Regions from separate parts of the Ovis aries genome. Here region 2 is linked to region 1. Evidence: chromatin contacts called from public Hi-C data. All regions are on one chromosome and are shown on one strand. Each heading gives the region's core, a stretch centred on a gene start, on an enhancer-like site or on the middle of the called end of the contact. The rest is flanking DNA. Distances are from core to core; before and after follow the strand shown.

Evidence for each region. A called contact is a pair of places that touch in the nucleus more often than the background predicts.
Region 2: a contact with region 1 is called in a Hi-C map of omental adipose tissue, with 2.2 times the contacts expected there. The contact joins the promoter of LOC101110974 here to the promoter of ABT1 in region 1. A contact is called at or near these places in 3 of 16 Hi-C or Micro-C datasets (blood, hypothalamus and omental adipose tissue).

Annotation. Positions count from the first base shown.
Region 1 is chr20:30,522,836-30,530,306 of ARS-UI_Ramb_v3.0, forward strand. ABT1 (activator of basal transcription 1) reads right to left here and starts at 4,055. Exons shown (of 4, transcript XR_009597625.1): 1 at 1-4,055. LOC121817403 (a long non-coding RNA gene) reads left to right here. Exons shown (of 2, transcript XR_006057294.2): 2 at 3,950-7,471. It overlaps TRNAY-GUA (transfer RNA tyrosine (anticodon GUA)), which reads right to left and starts at 7,193; the gene lies at 7,104-7,193.
Region 2 is chr20:30,780,728-30,788,198 of ARS-UI_Ramb_v3.0, forward strand. It overlaps LOC101110974 (histone H2B type 1-M), which reads right to left and starts at 3,697. Exons shown (of 2, transcript XM_004019076.6): 1 at 3,263-3,697. The coding sequence starts at 3,652. The coding sequence ends at 3,272. H1-4 (H1.4 linker histone, cluster member) reads right to left here and starts at 5,366. Exons shown (of 1, transcript XM_012101127.4): 1 at 3,765-5,366. The coding sequence starts at 5,303. The coding sequence ends at 4,644.

The DNA.
Region 1 (7,471 bases), core at 2,805-5,304:
ACCTGCCATCCAGCAGTCCCCACCAGCCCTTTTCATTCTTGGTGGCCCTTTCTGTTTCAGCCAGCTGGTCTTGGGCCGGGGTATACTGTGGAAGAGTTGAAGTTAACTCGGGCATTCTCAAGAGCACAAAAGCCTTAACAATCCCACCCCAGTGCCTCCAAATTCTTCAGCGGCTTATTTTGTGGCTCCATCTGCCTGTTGGTTTCCCCGTGCCTGCAGGGTGCCCTCTTTTTGGTGAGCCCAGCAATATATTACTGCTACTTTTTCAGGTTCCCATACAGCATCTAGTAGGGTCAAGATTTCTTCCTTGTTTTTAAAGTCTTTTCCGTTAGCTGTTAAGAGCCCTCTCTCCTCGTATAGGGCCCCACATACATTGCAAAGTAGCAAAAGCATACCTGGAGTCAGTGTAAACGTTGGTCATCTTACCTTTTGAAAACTGGAAGGCCCGAATGAGAGCCCATAATTCAGTCCGTTGAGAAGACCAGTGAGATGGCAGAGAACCAGCCTCGACGATGCTCTTTTCTGTGACTACTGCATACCCCGACTCCCATTGTCCTTGTTTCACTAGGCTGGCGCCATCAGTGTATAGGACCCAATGTGGGTCCGGGATTGGCTAGTCTCTCAGGTCAGATCTGCTAGCATAAACTTCCAGGATTTATTCACAATTATGTGAGGGTCCGCCTTCCCCCATAGGACGGAGTGTAGCTGCATTTAAGGCCTGACAGAGCTCAATAGTAACATGAGGGTTCTCACATAAAAGTCGCTGACATTGGGTAATCTGCTACATTGACAACCATTTGTGGGGATCCCCTCATAGGAGAACACTGACCTCCTTTACAATTAAGGAGAACCTTTACAATTAAGTTTTGGCCCAGTTAGCTTGTTTGCTTCTCGGACCAGTAAGGCAACCATGGCAATCGCCCGAAAGCACCCGGGCCATCTAATAGCAATGTTGTCCAGCTGTTTTGAGAGATAGGCTATTGGTCTATCCCGTGTCCCCATGGCCTGGGTTAATACCCCCATAGCCACTTTGTCTTTTTCAGTCACATAAAGAGTGAATGGTTTAGTAAGTTCTTGTAGACCCAATGCAGGTGCCAATGTAATTGCCAATTTTAACTTTTCAAAGGCCTGTTGCTGCCTCTCAGCCCAATTTAGTAAATCCCCTTCTGGCCCTGTTAGGAGTTCATACAAGGGCTAGGCCATCTGAGAGTATCCTGGGATCAAAATTCTACAAAACCCAGTGGCTCCCCAAAATTCTGGGACCTATGCAGGTTTTTGGTCGTGGGATTCTCAGGATTACTGCATTCCTGGATTGGTCCAACAGTCTTTTGCCCCCTCTCAGGACAAACCCCAAATATCTTACCTCCATCTTGTAGATCTGTGGCTTTTTCCTCAAAACTCGGTAGCCCGCCTCCATCAACAGTTCTAGCAAAGCCTTAGTTCCTTCCCAGCAGTGTTCTTTATTCTCTGCAGCCAACAGCAGGTCATCCACGTATTGTAGCAGCCAGTATCTAAACCTTCCTGGCTGGAATGAGTCCAGATCGGAAGCCAAGGCTTCCCCGAGAATGATCAGGGAATTCTTAAATCCTTGCGGGAGGCAAGTCCAAGTGAGCTGTTGTTTGGTGCTCCCTGCAGGATCTTCCCATTCAAAGACAAAAATAGGTTCAGATACCGGAGCAATATGGATATAAAAGAATGTGTCTTTTAGATACAGGCAAGTATAGATCTTAGCACTCGGTGGGAGGAGGCTGAGTAAGGTATATAGGTTAGCAGCAGTGGAGTGTAGAGTTACCGCTGCTTGATTGACCAGTCTGAGGTACTGTACAGGCCTGTAGTCCTGTCCCCTTTCCTTCTTAACTGGCAGGATTGGTGTGTTCCAGGCTGACTGGCATTCAATCATGATGCCCACCTGCTGTAACCTATTTATATGTGGCAGGATACCAACTCGGGCCTCCAGTGCTAGCGGGTACTGACATTTCCTGACTGGTATGGCACCAGGTTTGAGTTCTCTTACCACGGGAGCTTGATGTTTGGCAAGCCCAGGCAGGGGCGGGGTGGGGGTGTATCTTTCGCCCAAACCTCAGGGAATTGTTGGATCAGCTCTCTCTTTGGATTGTTTAACCCATCTGGCTTCCCTTCCAAAGGATCATGCAATCTTCATTCATCTTGAGGGGTTACCAAAAGGGAGAGTAAACAGCTGGTCGAGAGCGGGTCTTTCTTGGAGAGAAAGGTCACTTGTGCACCCAATTTAGATGACAAGTCTCCACAAAGAGGTACTGGGCATTAAGGAATATACAGGAATTCATAAGTCACTTGATGCCCCCCCCACCCCAATCTGGCATTTTGGGGGTAGACAGAATAGTCTAATCAGCTTTTCCCTGGTTACTCCTGCAGCAATGGCCTTCTCTGGGGGGTCACCGGTTCGGTCACCACTAACATTTCTGCTCCAGTATTCACCATAAAGTCAATAATTTGGTTCTCCACTTTTAGTTTTACCATGGGCTCTTGGGGACCTTGTGTCTTTGAGCCCCGGCACCCCTATTCAGCCTCCAGTTCAGCCAGCCCTAAAACAATCAATGCCAGTTATTTTTCCCAGCTGTTCTGAAGGCATTCATTTTTCCAGTGGCTGAAGCCCCGGCATGGGCACATTGATTTGGTTGCAGGGCGATCCTGGGCTTCCTTATAGGAGGCTTGCCAGGAGACCAAGGCTGATTTAGAGGGGGTGGAGGTATTGAGGAAGGCCCAAGGAGGGGCCTTCCCAAGGCCTCAGCCAGTAACACCATCCTCTGATCTGCTCTCTTGTTTTCTTCTCTCCGTTTTTTCTCAGCCTTCTTTTTTGCCTCCACGTCTCTGTTTTTGAACACTTTATTAGCAATCTCAATTATTTGTGTGCTGGTCATGGCTAATACTCTGCCTACCTTTTGGAGCTTGCGTCTGATATCAGGGTAGGCTTGAGATACAAAGGCTGTATTTATCACAATTTGAGACCAAGCTGCCTCTGGATCTATTGGTGTATAAAGTCTATAGGTCTTGCATAGTCTTTCATATAACTCAGTAGGTGTTTCAGTTTCCTTTTGGACTACTTCGGTTGGTTTTGCCATATTTATAGACTTACGGCAGCCCTCTTGAGACCTTGTAAAATAGCCGTCCTATATCTCTCAAGGTGGCCCCTTCCTGCCTCTGTGTTATAGTCCCAATCGGGCCTTTCATCAGGGTTGGCTAGTTCTGCCCACCGCTGTGGGTTTACAGTACACTCGGGGGCCACTTCTTGTAGCCATTTTCTAGCCTCAGTATGGATCCTGTGTCTTTTTTCAGTGCTGAAGAGGGAAACTAGCAGCTGGATTATGTCCTCCCACGTAAGATGGTAGGTTCGAAAAATAGTCTCCATCAGCCTGATCATGCCTTGGGTTTCTGCCAGTTTAGTAGGTCCACAGAGGAAAATGGTTGGTAATAGTAGGCTCGGGGAGGCTGGTGGTAGTGTCTGTCTGCTCCCTGAACCGGAGCTGTTGCACTCTGTTGTAGCTCTCTGCGAGGCATTTGTTTACCCCGGCTCTTTGGCGGAGCGCAGCCTCTGTCGAATTCCTGTGTCTCCTTCCCCCTTTCCGTCAGTACTCACCGGGAGAGGCTGATACTTTTTAGGAGGTTCGGCTGAGGCTGAGTCCTGTGGACGTTGACTAGAGGTTCCTACCGCCGGGATCGGAGCCTGCCGAAATGGCGGTTCTACGATCTCCGGGGGAGTTGGCCCAGGAGCAGCTGGTGGAGCCCCAGCAGGCCCTGGATCGGTGGTCATTAAGGCGGCCTCCGGTCCTGGTGAGCATTAGGTGGCCGGCGCGTCATCCAGTATGGGAGAGAGGGCAAATCACTCCCGTCCGGATCCTGCAGAATTTCTTTTTTGTCATCAGTCGATTTTTGTGCCATTAATGTTTTCCCTCTCTCTTTTTGAATGCAGAGTCTTGCCCAAGGGGGAGGATCTCGAGCCAACCACAGCCAAGAATCAGTATATGGGTATTGATCCGGCTGCCCCGGCGTTCCGGTGACTACCGCAGACCGCTTTTATTGTTTTTAAGTCCATGGTGCCCTCTGGTGGCCATCCTACTCCCATAGAGGGCCGTTCAACCTCACAGAATATGCGGAATCGGTTAGGCGTCATGTTCACCCCATAATCTTCTTCAAATTCCTTCTTAAAATTCTTAATCATGCACTCCAATACAGTTGCCTTAGATTCACTTCCTCCCATCTAGCTTACATTCTCGGACCTTCTTCTTCCTTCCCTTTTCGTTCTGTCCACGAAGTTCTCGGTATCCTAAGTACTTCTTGATATTTCTACTCAATGAAACACATATTGCCATTCCGCCTCCTTCTTAATTGGGGTGAGGAGAGCCTTCCTGCTAGAAGGGGAATTGGCGAGTCTTCATCTGCAGGTCCGCAGTGCCGAACCAGAACACCAAGTGGTCCAAGATTATTTTCTCCTCTCACTTTGAAAGTCCGTTCTGCCTTGGTGGGCTTGATTGGGTGCGGATGAAAACATAGATGGATTAAATATCCCACGTCCCAGACGGTCTCGGGAAAGGTCAAATTGTTTTCACTCGCGTATCTTCCTTCTTTAAGCCTGACAACCCTGAGGGGATGAATTCCACAGCAGATGGGACACCTCCTCGGGGAGGGCAGAATATAAGCACACAAAGACCAAGTTTCTTCTTCCCAAAGCCCTCTCGCAATCGCCTGGTAATAATTTACCCCAAGACGACGCGGACACCACCTCCTTTATGACTTTGACGGTCAGTGTGTCCCCTCCATGGGGTCGCTAAGAGTCGGACACAACTAAGCGACTTCACTTTCACTTTTCACTTTCATGCATTGGAGAAGAAAATGGCAATCTACTCCAGTGTTCTTGCCTGAAGAATCCCAGGGACAGAGGAGCCTGGTGGGCTTCCGTCTACGGGGTCGCACAGAGTCGGACACGACTGACGCGACTTAGCAGCAGCAGCAGAAGCAATGTGTCCCCTATTCCCTCCCAGGGGGTTGATCAGGCCCCCTCTTCCACCCCGCAGGGTGGGAATCTCCTTACGTGAGCGCTTAACTCCCCTGCCCCAGTCCACTACCCACTAACGTGAAAGATCCCGGCGTGGGGAAGTGGAATCTTTACAGAAGGACGAGGCGCCTTAACCCCGTCTAGAAGATCAGAGCCGCGAAGCGTCGGAGTAGCCCCAAATGGGACTTGTCTCTCACAGTGAGGAGTTTCCCGGCCAACGCATGAAATGTAGCCAAAAGCTCCGGGAAACAAACTCACTCAGAAGGATAGCGTGAATAGTGGATTGCAGTTTATTACACTCGCGGTCCGAGGCAGAGTTTCCTCTTTAGCCAGGGACCCCGACCGAGTTTTGTGACAATCTATTGTGCCCAAAGTGTATGGGCCCAAGCTCACATACCCAAACTGGCTCTGGACAACCTTAGTAAGAGATACAGTCAGGTTTTAGCCATAAATTCACATTCTAAAGCCCACATCAATAAATATTATTAAGATTACAGATAGTGATTGATTAGATAGTGGACATTGCATTCCTTCTGGCTCGGGGAGGTCTAGGTACGGGGTCTGCCTGGTCTGGGTTTTTGTCCGCCCGGGAGGCCTGTTCGTGTGCTGGTATTTTATCTCCATGGCCTCCCAGATATACAGTCCAAAAGTTCGCCGAGGGTGTAAGATGGAGTTCCTTTTCTTTTAAAAATGGAGTCAGTCCAGTCAGAGCAACCTGCTTCTTTCCTTTTTCACCTCCATCAGCTGAACAACCCGCTAGAACGGACTCGGCCCTGGCAGTTCCCAACTATGGCGAGGCCTTGAAAGCGGTCCCTTCATCAAACTCGAGGCCGCTTTCCGGGCTCGCTCCCCTCATCTTGAGGCCGGAGGACTTGTCCGTTTGTGCGCGCTACCCGTGTCCTTAAGGCGCCAAGATTCCTCCGACCCACATCCGCCTTGGGGTCGACTGCAAGGCGCCGAGCTCTGGAATGCGTACAAATACTCGGGCCGGCTTCCTGGAAGGGGCTGTGGACGAATTTGTGGCTCAAGATTTCCCATCCCGGTGGAACCAGGGAGCCAAGAAAGCCAGAGGATGGAAGCAGTAGTAAATCTACCTACAGTCATAATCCGAGATGACAGTCGTTGCTGAACAGAACTCCAAGTATATTTTCTAAAGTTAACTCGCCACGTGCTCTTTGATGGAGTGGTTCTAAAGACTAACAAACTCTATTTCTCTAGTTCTCATATGCCTGTTTCATTCATTTATGGACGAGAACTTTCTGCCAGTTGCCTCCTACTGTTTTGGAATGGGGAGAGAAACAAAGTAGGTTTCACTTTTAGCTCTTAACACCGAAGTCTTCAAAATACTGAGCCACAAAGAGTGAAATGAGAAAACTTTGGGGGATTGACTAAAAGAATCAGGGAGGTGGGTCTTGTGCAGGAGTAGATGATGTCAGTTGCTACTGTGATGGCCACAATGGTAAATTATGCTGTGTTCTTTACCTTGGGTATATTTGAAATTGTCATTGATAGAATGTTTATTCACATAAGTCTCAACAGAGAGCTCTAAAGGGCCTTTGAACCTTTAGGAAAAATGAAAACATTGTGATAGGGTGACCTACCCCTTTGCCATAACCCCTTCTCAATTCCTTGAAAAATCAGTTACTGGAGATTCTTTAGCGACCCAGATGAAAAAAAAAACTTTTTTGACAGCTTCCTGTGCCTACCTCAGGTTCACTTGTTTATTTATCTATATATTCCTACAAGGTCATCGTGTTTAGGGTTGCAATGCTACTAAGTCACTTCAGTCGTGTCCGACTCTGTGCGACCCCATAGACGGCGGCCCACCAGGCTCCCCCAGCCCTGGGATTCTCCAGGCAAGAACACTGGAGTGGGTTGCCATTTCCTTCTCCAATGCATGAAAGTGAAAAGTAAAAGTGAAGTCGCTCAGTCGTGTCCGACACTCAGCGACCCCATGGACTGCAGCCTACCAGGCTCCTCCGTCCATGGGATTTTCCAGGCAAGGTTACTGGAGTGGGGCACCATTGCTTTCTCCCTTAGGCTTGCAGTGGTTTTTTGCTAAAATGAGATCTCCTTCGAGCCGGATTCGAACCAGCGACCTAAGGATGACCACAAATTAAGTTCCTACAGTCCTCCGCTCTACCAACTGAGCTATCGAAGGAGCTGTGAGGAGCTCTGTTAGAATACTTTAAATATTCTTTTATCTGAGTATTGTAATTTTGACTGTTTATTTCAAAAATAGAGGTAAACATGAAAGGTGCTAGAAATATTCTAAAATTAATATGGGTAGTAATTATAGAAGTGTATTTTAAAAATTAATTCCCTTGAACATTAGAGAGTTGTGCTTTGTTACTCCTGTTCTATCTGCTTTAGCACCTTCTCTCTCAATCAAAAGTGAGCCATGAGTGATAAGGTTTTCCTAAATGGGTAGAAGAGGGA
Region 2 (7,471 bases), core at 2,447-4,946, 260 kb after region 1:
AAGTTGAATGAGATAATAAATATTGATTGACTTAGGCTGCTCAGTTTGGAGATAATTTATTATACAGCAGTAAGTAATAAAAGAGAACCCCCACAATGAAGTTTATGAAGCTACCATCACTTTAAGGACAAAATCTGATGAAGGCAAACCCAAAAGAGAAAAATCATAGAATGATTTCATGTATGAATAGTAGAGGATTTTAAATATCCATGTAAAATATTAAAATTTATCCAGGCACTATTTAAGATAAAGATAAAACATGACCAAATAAGGGACTTCCCTGGTGGTCCAGTGGTTAAGAGTCTGCTTGCCACTGTGAGCAAGGTGGGTTGCATCCCTGGTCCAGGAAGATACCACATGCCGAGATACAACTAAGCCCATGTGCCGCGACTACTGAAGCTCGTGAGCCTAGACCCTATACTCTGCAACAACAGAAGCCACTGCGATGAGAAGCCAACCTGCCACAATGAAGAATGGCCTCCACTTGCTGCAACTAGAGAAAGCCTTTGAGCAGCAATAAAGACCCAGCACAGCCAAAAGAAAAAAAGAAAAATGACCAAATAAGATTTGGGCTAGAACTAGAAATATGGATTAACATTAGAATATCTATGTGTACTTCATTGCAACAGCTTTAAGGAGAAAAAGCACATTATTTCATCAGATGCCAAAAATCCATAAATCACTCCTAATAACTCATAATAGAATTAAAAGGAAATTACATCGATACGATAAAGACTACTCACACACACATGCATATGTATTATTATAAATCACAAACTACCAAAGCTAGTTCCATGAAAAGGAGGAAGAAATGGTGACATCTGTTAGCATGTCTAACATGGGATAGTTTGTGATTTTAGCTAACACAATAATTTGATAAAAGATAAAGAGAAATTGTTATTGGAAAGGATATCAAACTTTTTTTTTCTGTGCTAATGATAGTATTATATGAAATGAAAGTCAAGATAATCCATTAGATATTAACATTAACAGAAGTTAGTAATTAGCAAGATACAAAATGCATGTAAATAATCACTCCCCTCCACCCCATGTTAGAATTTCAAACAGTGCTTTTTGATCTGATGCCATATGTCCACCCAGAAAATCAGCATTAAATTTGTAAGAATGTATAGGGTTTAGTTCAGTGTCACACAGTAACCCTTATTTGTAATATCATTTCACTACATTTTATGAGTAATCCATCAATTCTAAAAAATTACGGCCCTGATCATTTAAATCATTTAAATCTCACATCTGCATCATTTTCTGTTTGTCCTGCCACTATGGTTGGATGCATGCCACACAATTTTATTACCCATTCCAGATCTCCTAAACTCATTTTTACATCCCTCTCTCTGCATTTTGGATAATTCCTTGAGATCTGGTTTGCTATTCATGAAAATTCTTCAATTGGGTCTAATTTACTATTAAGCTCATCCAGTAAGCTTTTAATTCTGATCTCTATATAGAAAACAAATAGTTCTAGAAATATTTGTTTTCTTCAAAACCATGTGATCGTTTTTTTGTATTCTCTTCCTATCCTTGTATTCTCTATCCTTCCCATAGTTCAGGTTTTGTTTGGAAATATATTAGTCACTTGAAGTTTGTATCTGTTAATGTGTGCTTTGGTTTCCATTGTCTGTTGTTCTTGGTCATGGCGTCTTTGGCTAATTTTGGTTGTGAAGCTGCTCTTTCATTTTCTTGGCTATATATCTGTGGGATTTATTAAGGCCTAAAATGAAGCTTACCCTTTCAGAGAGGATTTGTATTTGCTTTTACCAGGTGCCCAAGGAGCACCAAAACAGTTTGGGATATTTCTAAATTAAATTCTCAGCCTAGGTGTTTTGAATCCCTATTTTATTATATTCACGCTGAAACAAAAAAAGTGTGAAGCCTGGCTTGTATTCCAGATTCTCAGCAGTGGAGTTTACTTGCTCAGCACCAAGTTTCAGGACATTCTTTGCCCTCCATTATCTACTGTGAATGAATGTGTGTATTTATCTCTAGTTCCTTTTGGTCTGGTGTCTCAGCTTCACTGGGAAAGTTCTTATGCTCCCCACCATGGCCAGACTTCATATAACAGCCTAAAAAACAAAGCTCAGATTTGGGTAAAAATCAGCAGAGGTGCTTAGGGTTTCACATGGGCCAAGGCCCTCGGACTGAGTGTTCCTTACTTTCATACTGGGTCTTCATTGCTTCATCCTCAGCCCATGCTCATCTACCTGGCAATTTTCTTGGTTACCTCTACTGATTCCTTTCCTCCCGGCCACTCCCTCCTAGCGCGCCGCCCCGCGCCGCACCCCCCCCCCCCCCCCGCCCCCGTCCCAGCCTCTTCAGATTTATCTTCTTGACAAAATGTTATTTCCCACTAGGGAAAGCGCTTATTTCTATCCTACCTAGTACACATTCTACCAGGAAGGGTTTTCCTTTCCTTTCTACTTCCTCCCTGCCCTTGATACTTGGGGACACCCGGGAAAGCAGGAGTGCTCAAAATGGGGCCTGAGCGGAGTAGACAGACTCCTTTACCGATGGAGAGAATGATAACCGGACATCTGAGACCCAGAATACTTTAAAGCTGAATGCTGCCCCCAGAGGACTACAAATTAAATAGGACTTTCTGGGAAAGAAATTATAGCAGCTGACAGGATTTGAAGGCTTCGTTTTGCTTTTCTTTTCCGCCTTTAGGATACAGCGTAGGCTCCTCCTCACCGCAGAAACTGCACCAATTCCAAAGCAAGGAAACCAGAAAAAACCTCTGTAACATTTTTGTGAAAATTCAGTTTTCAGCATTCCCCCACCCCCGGAAATACATGTATCTGTGGTTTAAAAATGCAGAAAAAAGAAAAATGTAAAAGCTCTGAGCAGAATGAACTTGGTAAGAGCACGCTCTTTCGTATTCTGGGTGAGGGTTCATCGCCAAAGTCCGGGTCACCGTCAGGATCAACTTGAAGACCAAAGTACGGAAAAGAAAGCTGTACCTTAAAGGGCATTTTCAGGGCAAATTGATAAATGGTTTCGTGGTATCATGGTTCTATGTAACTACTTACCTGTAGTGGGCATGCAATGAGTAGTAGCACGTATTGTCTAGCTTGCCCATAGTAATTCTTACGCAGATGCAATAGAACCGTAAAGAATGCTAGTGAAGATTTAAATTTGGTAGAAATAGGAATATAGCCTTTGTAATGAAAGGATTACAACTCATTTGCTGAAAACATGCGTGGCTCTTAAAAGAGCCTTTGGGGTTAGGTGTAAAGACGCTTACTTGGCATGTTTACTTGGAGCTGGTGTACTTGGTGACGGCCTTGGTGCCCTCGGACACGGCGTGTTTGGCCAACTCCCCGGGCAACAGCAGGCGTACGGCCGTCTGGATCTCCCTGGATGTGATAGTCGAGCGCTTGTTGTAATGCGCCAGACGCGACGCCTCACCCGCGATGCGCTCAAAGATGTCGTTGACAAATGAATTCATGATGCCCATGGCCTTGGACGAGATGCCAGTGTCCGGGTGGACCTGCTTCAGCACCTTGTACACGTACACGGAGTAGCTCTCCTTGCGGCTGCGCTTGCGCTTCTTGCCATCCTTCTTCTGCGCCTTGCTCACTGCCTTCTTCGAGCCTTTCTTTGGGGCAGGAGCTGACTTGGTGGGTTCAGGCATCTTACCGATATAAACTGGAATAGTTACAGTAACAGCTGGGAAAATAGTTGCCTCGAGTGAGGCCACATTTATTTATAGACGCGGTATTCAAATGAGGTTCGTAAGATCTCGCTCAGGATTGGATTAATTTTATTGTGGCGTCATAAACACGAATGTAAATGAGTCTAACAGGTCTACCTTTTCATTGGCTGCTTTGTTACTTTGCTTTGACCCAATCACAGAGCCTAGACTAGACTTACCCATAGCTAGTATAAATAGCCTCTTCAGAAGCCTGTATTGTGTATTTCACAGCAAGCAGATGCAAGTAGTTGGGAACATGCTAGTTTTAGGTTTGTAACTAAAGGCAACTTCTCTGTTCCTTTGTGTAACGCTGATTCTGGCTCGGGCCCGCACCTAGTGGCCATCTTAATGTCCTCGGGGCTGGTGGGCAAGCTCGATAAAAACAGTATCCTGCGCCTCGGGGCAGGTAACTAATGGACAGCTAACTACCCATCGTAGCCACCACCATGTGGACTGGGTCACCCTGTAATAAAATTCACAACCCGTTTTCTTCGTCCTCTACCAGAAGAATTATTGCAACCCATTCAATGACTAACCATCTCTTGTAAAACCCTATAGAACATAGCGCCTGTTAAATACGGAGAATTACTTTCTCCCCAAACTCGGGCTCTATTTTACCGTGCCGTTTGAGGCAGCGTTGGGAATTTGCGTCAAACCAGCCCACTGTTCTGTGAGCCTTGTACATGCTCAACTAGTTAGGCGCAAACCGATTACCCGTGCAATTCCAGGGTTCGCTAGCACTCTCACGTTTTACGGAACTCTGCTAAGAACCACCTCCCACCCCCGCGAGGCCCGCCCTCCACTTGCTGCCTCTTCCGCCCGACCACGCCCCCTTAAGTGTGCAACAGCTCTTTTCCCGAGATCTTTGGGTGGCTCTGAAAAGAGCCTTTGGGTTGTGTCGAGCTTCGAAGCCGGAGGCCAAAGGAACTTCCTATTTCTTCTTGGCCGCCGCCTTCTTTGGCTTGGCTGCCTTGGGCTTGGCGGTCTTTGGTTTAGCCGCCTTGGGTTTCACCGCTTTGGCCTTCGCTGGACTCTTGGGCGCCTTCTTCGGCTTGGCTGCTTTCGCTTTTTTCGGACTCTTTGCCTTTTTGGCTCCTGCAGCCGCAGCAGGCTTCTTCGCCTTCTTTGGGGTCTTCTTGGCGCTCTTCTTGGGGGTTGCCGCCCCAGTGGCCTTCTTCGGCTTCTTTGCTGCTCCTGCGGGCTTCTTGGGCTTGGCCGCACCCGCCTTCTTGGCTTTGGGCTTGGCTTCTCCAGTGGCCGCTTTCTTGTTGAGCTTGAAAGAGCCGGAAGCCCCGGTGCCCTTGGTCTGCACTAGAGTGCCCTTGCTCACCAAGCTCTTGAGACCCAGCTTGATGCGGCTGTTGTTCTTCTCTACATCGTAGCCAGCGGCCGCCAGTGCCTTTTTGAGCGCAGCCAGAGACACGCCGCTGCGCTCCTTGGAGGCGGCGACAGCCTTGGTGATGAGCTCGGACACCGGGGGACCAGACGCCTTGCGCTTCGCGGCACCTGCGGCCTTGCGGGCCTTCTTTTTCACAGGCGTCTTCTCGGCGGGGGCCGGAGCAGCGGGCGCGGCGGGCGCAGTCTCGGACATGTTCTAGGCGGGCGTGGGTAGAGCAATTCGAGCCGGAAGCAGAGGTACTGGCCGGGACTCGGGCCGCGCCGCTGCGCCCGCCCGTTTATATAGGGCGGAGCTGCGCCGTGATTGGTGCGCTGTCCAGCCCGCCTCGCTGGCAGCCGCAGAGTGTCCTCTCGGATCCCGAGTTGTGTTTGTTACACCTCAAAAAATGCCAAAAATATCAAAATTCTGTGCATCGAATTGCCCGATTTTTCTCAGAAAGTGATCCCCGAAGCCTCAGGCTTCACGTAGGTCTCAAATTATGAGTAAAGCACAAAACCTTATGCCAAAAACCTGCAATATTTCCCGCCGTGCTCGTCAAATTTCGACTCAGAGAAACAAAACTTTCTATTTTCTTAGTAAATTATACACCGATCTTTAACTGTGGAGTTTTCTGACCTCTCAAATATGATTCTCCAAGTGCTTAGGTTCTTATGTGTCCAAAAACCATGTCACTGGCATTAAGATTTTTATTATAAATCTGCGCTTAAGTGAGGGAAGTAACACAGGCTCCTCGGAGAGTCCTGCCTATTGAGCCGAGGGCATTTGAGTTCATCAAACTGGTTTAGTTTAATGCTAAACAAATTATTGCACATGTGACGTTAAAATTTGGACCCCTGGGACATCAACCTATGCAGCCATGGTTTTATTTGTGTCTGCCGCGTCTGGATTTTTAAATAATTCCTTAGGATAATTCTCTTCCTTTCTGCTCCCAAGGGTTGGGGGCGGGGCTGTTGCTTCTCTTCCTCCGGACAACTGCTCCAGGACTTTAGATACCTTGAATTCAGGATATTTGTGAAGGAAAGGGAATCCAAAACATACTCAGGGTACACAGATGGAAAAGGATTAATTTTCAAATAACACACAGATGTCGTCCATAAAGTCACTGGAAGTGGCAGTGCACTTGGACGATATGTCTGCAGTCCTGCTGGATTATTTTGGCATGTGCTTCAGAATCAAATAGTAATATACTTTTAGGATTGAAATTCAGGCATTGATCATAAGGGGAACTAAATGGAAAGTATAGATTGTAACATATCTATTACCATTACTAGAGAAACTCAGATCCTGTGGTCACTGTGTAACTGATGAGTGACTAGTCCACACACCAAATATGGCTTCAGTCATGAAGATTAAGGCCCTTCTGCTTCACAGCGCTCCATAAAAAAGAAAGTAAGTTACATATAGGATTGAATGGTGTTGGAGGAGGGCATGCAACCCATTCTAGCATCTTTGCCTGGAGAATCTCATGGACAAAGAAGCCTGGCAGGCTACCGTCCATAGGGTTGCACAGAGTTGGACATGACTGAAGCGACTGATCATGTAAGCAGAATTGAATGACAAGTTCAGATTTCCAGCTCAGACACAGAGCTTTGAGGAATCATCCAAGGTAAGTCTTTGTCCTCTTTGCAAGACATTCTTTGCAAGGTCTTCAAAAAAGTGGTTTTATTGAGGTAGCACATGTTGGCAATCCCTAAAGCAGTACATGTTGGCAATGAAAAACTCAACTAAAGGAATTATTCCTGGAAAATGGTCTGCCTGGAATTGTCTTCAAAATCTGCAGGTCATGTACTTGAAAGACATGAAATTTTGTCCAGTGCTATATAAGGTGATATGATACAATTCTGTGGTTGTGGCTGGTTGTAACATAGCACTAGACATCAAATTAATTTTTAGTTCCATTGCCCCCAATTTCCTCCACACACAACAGATTCTACCACTGTAATAAGAGGATACAGATATTTGATACAACATTAATGAAATATCTCAAAACAGTCTAGTTTAATTTTTAATGCTGAATCTGATATAAAAGACATATAAATTATCGATATTTTGAATGACTTACCGTATAAAAATTTTCAATGTAATTGGTGCATGCTAGTGAAAAATAAATTTATAATTTCTTATATATTAAAATAAAATGGAATGAATAAGGTTCTGAAATAGATCAATTGATGGTTACTACAGAAACTGATTCTATGGACATTTTATCTCAGAACAGTGGGGTTCTACTCATTTTCAATGACAAACAAAAACACTCCCCTAAATAGTTGAAATCAGCAAAAGCGACTAAAATTAAAATTCTCTCAAATGCCTCACTTTATTATATGTATCCCTAACTAAATCAGACTTTGAGGCACTTA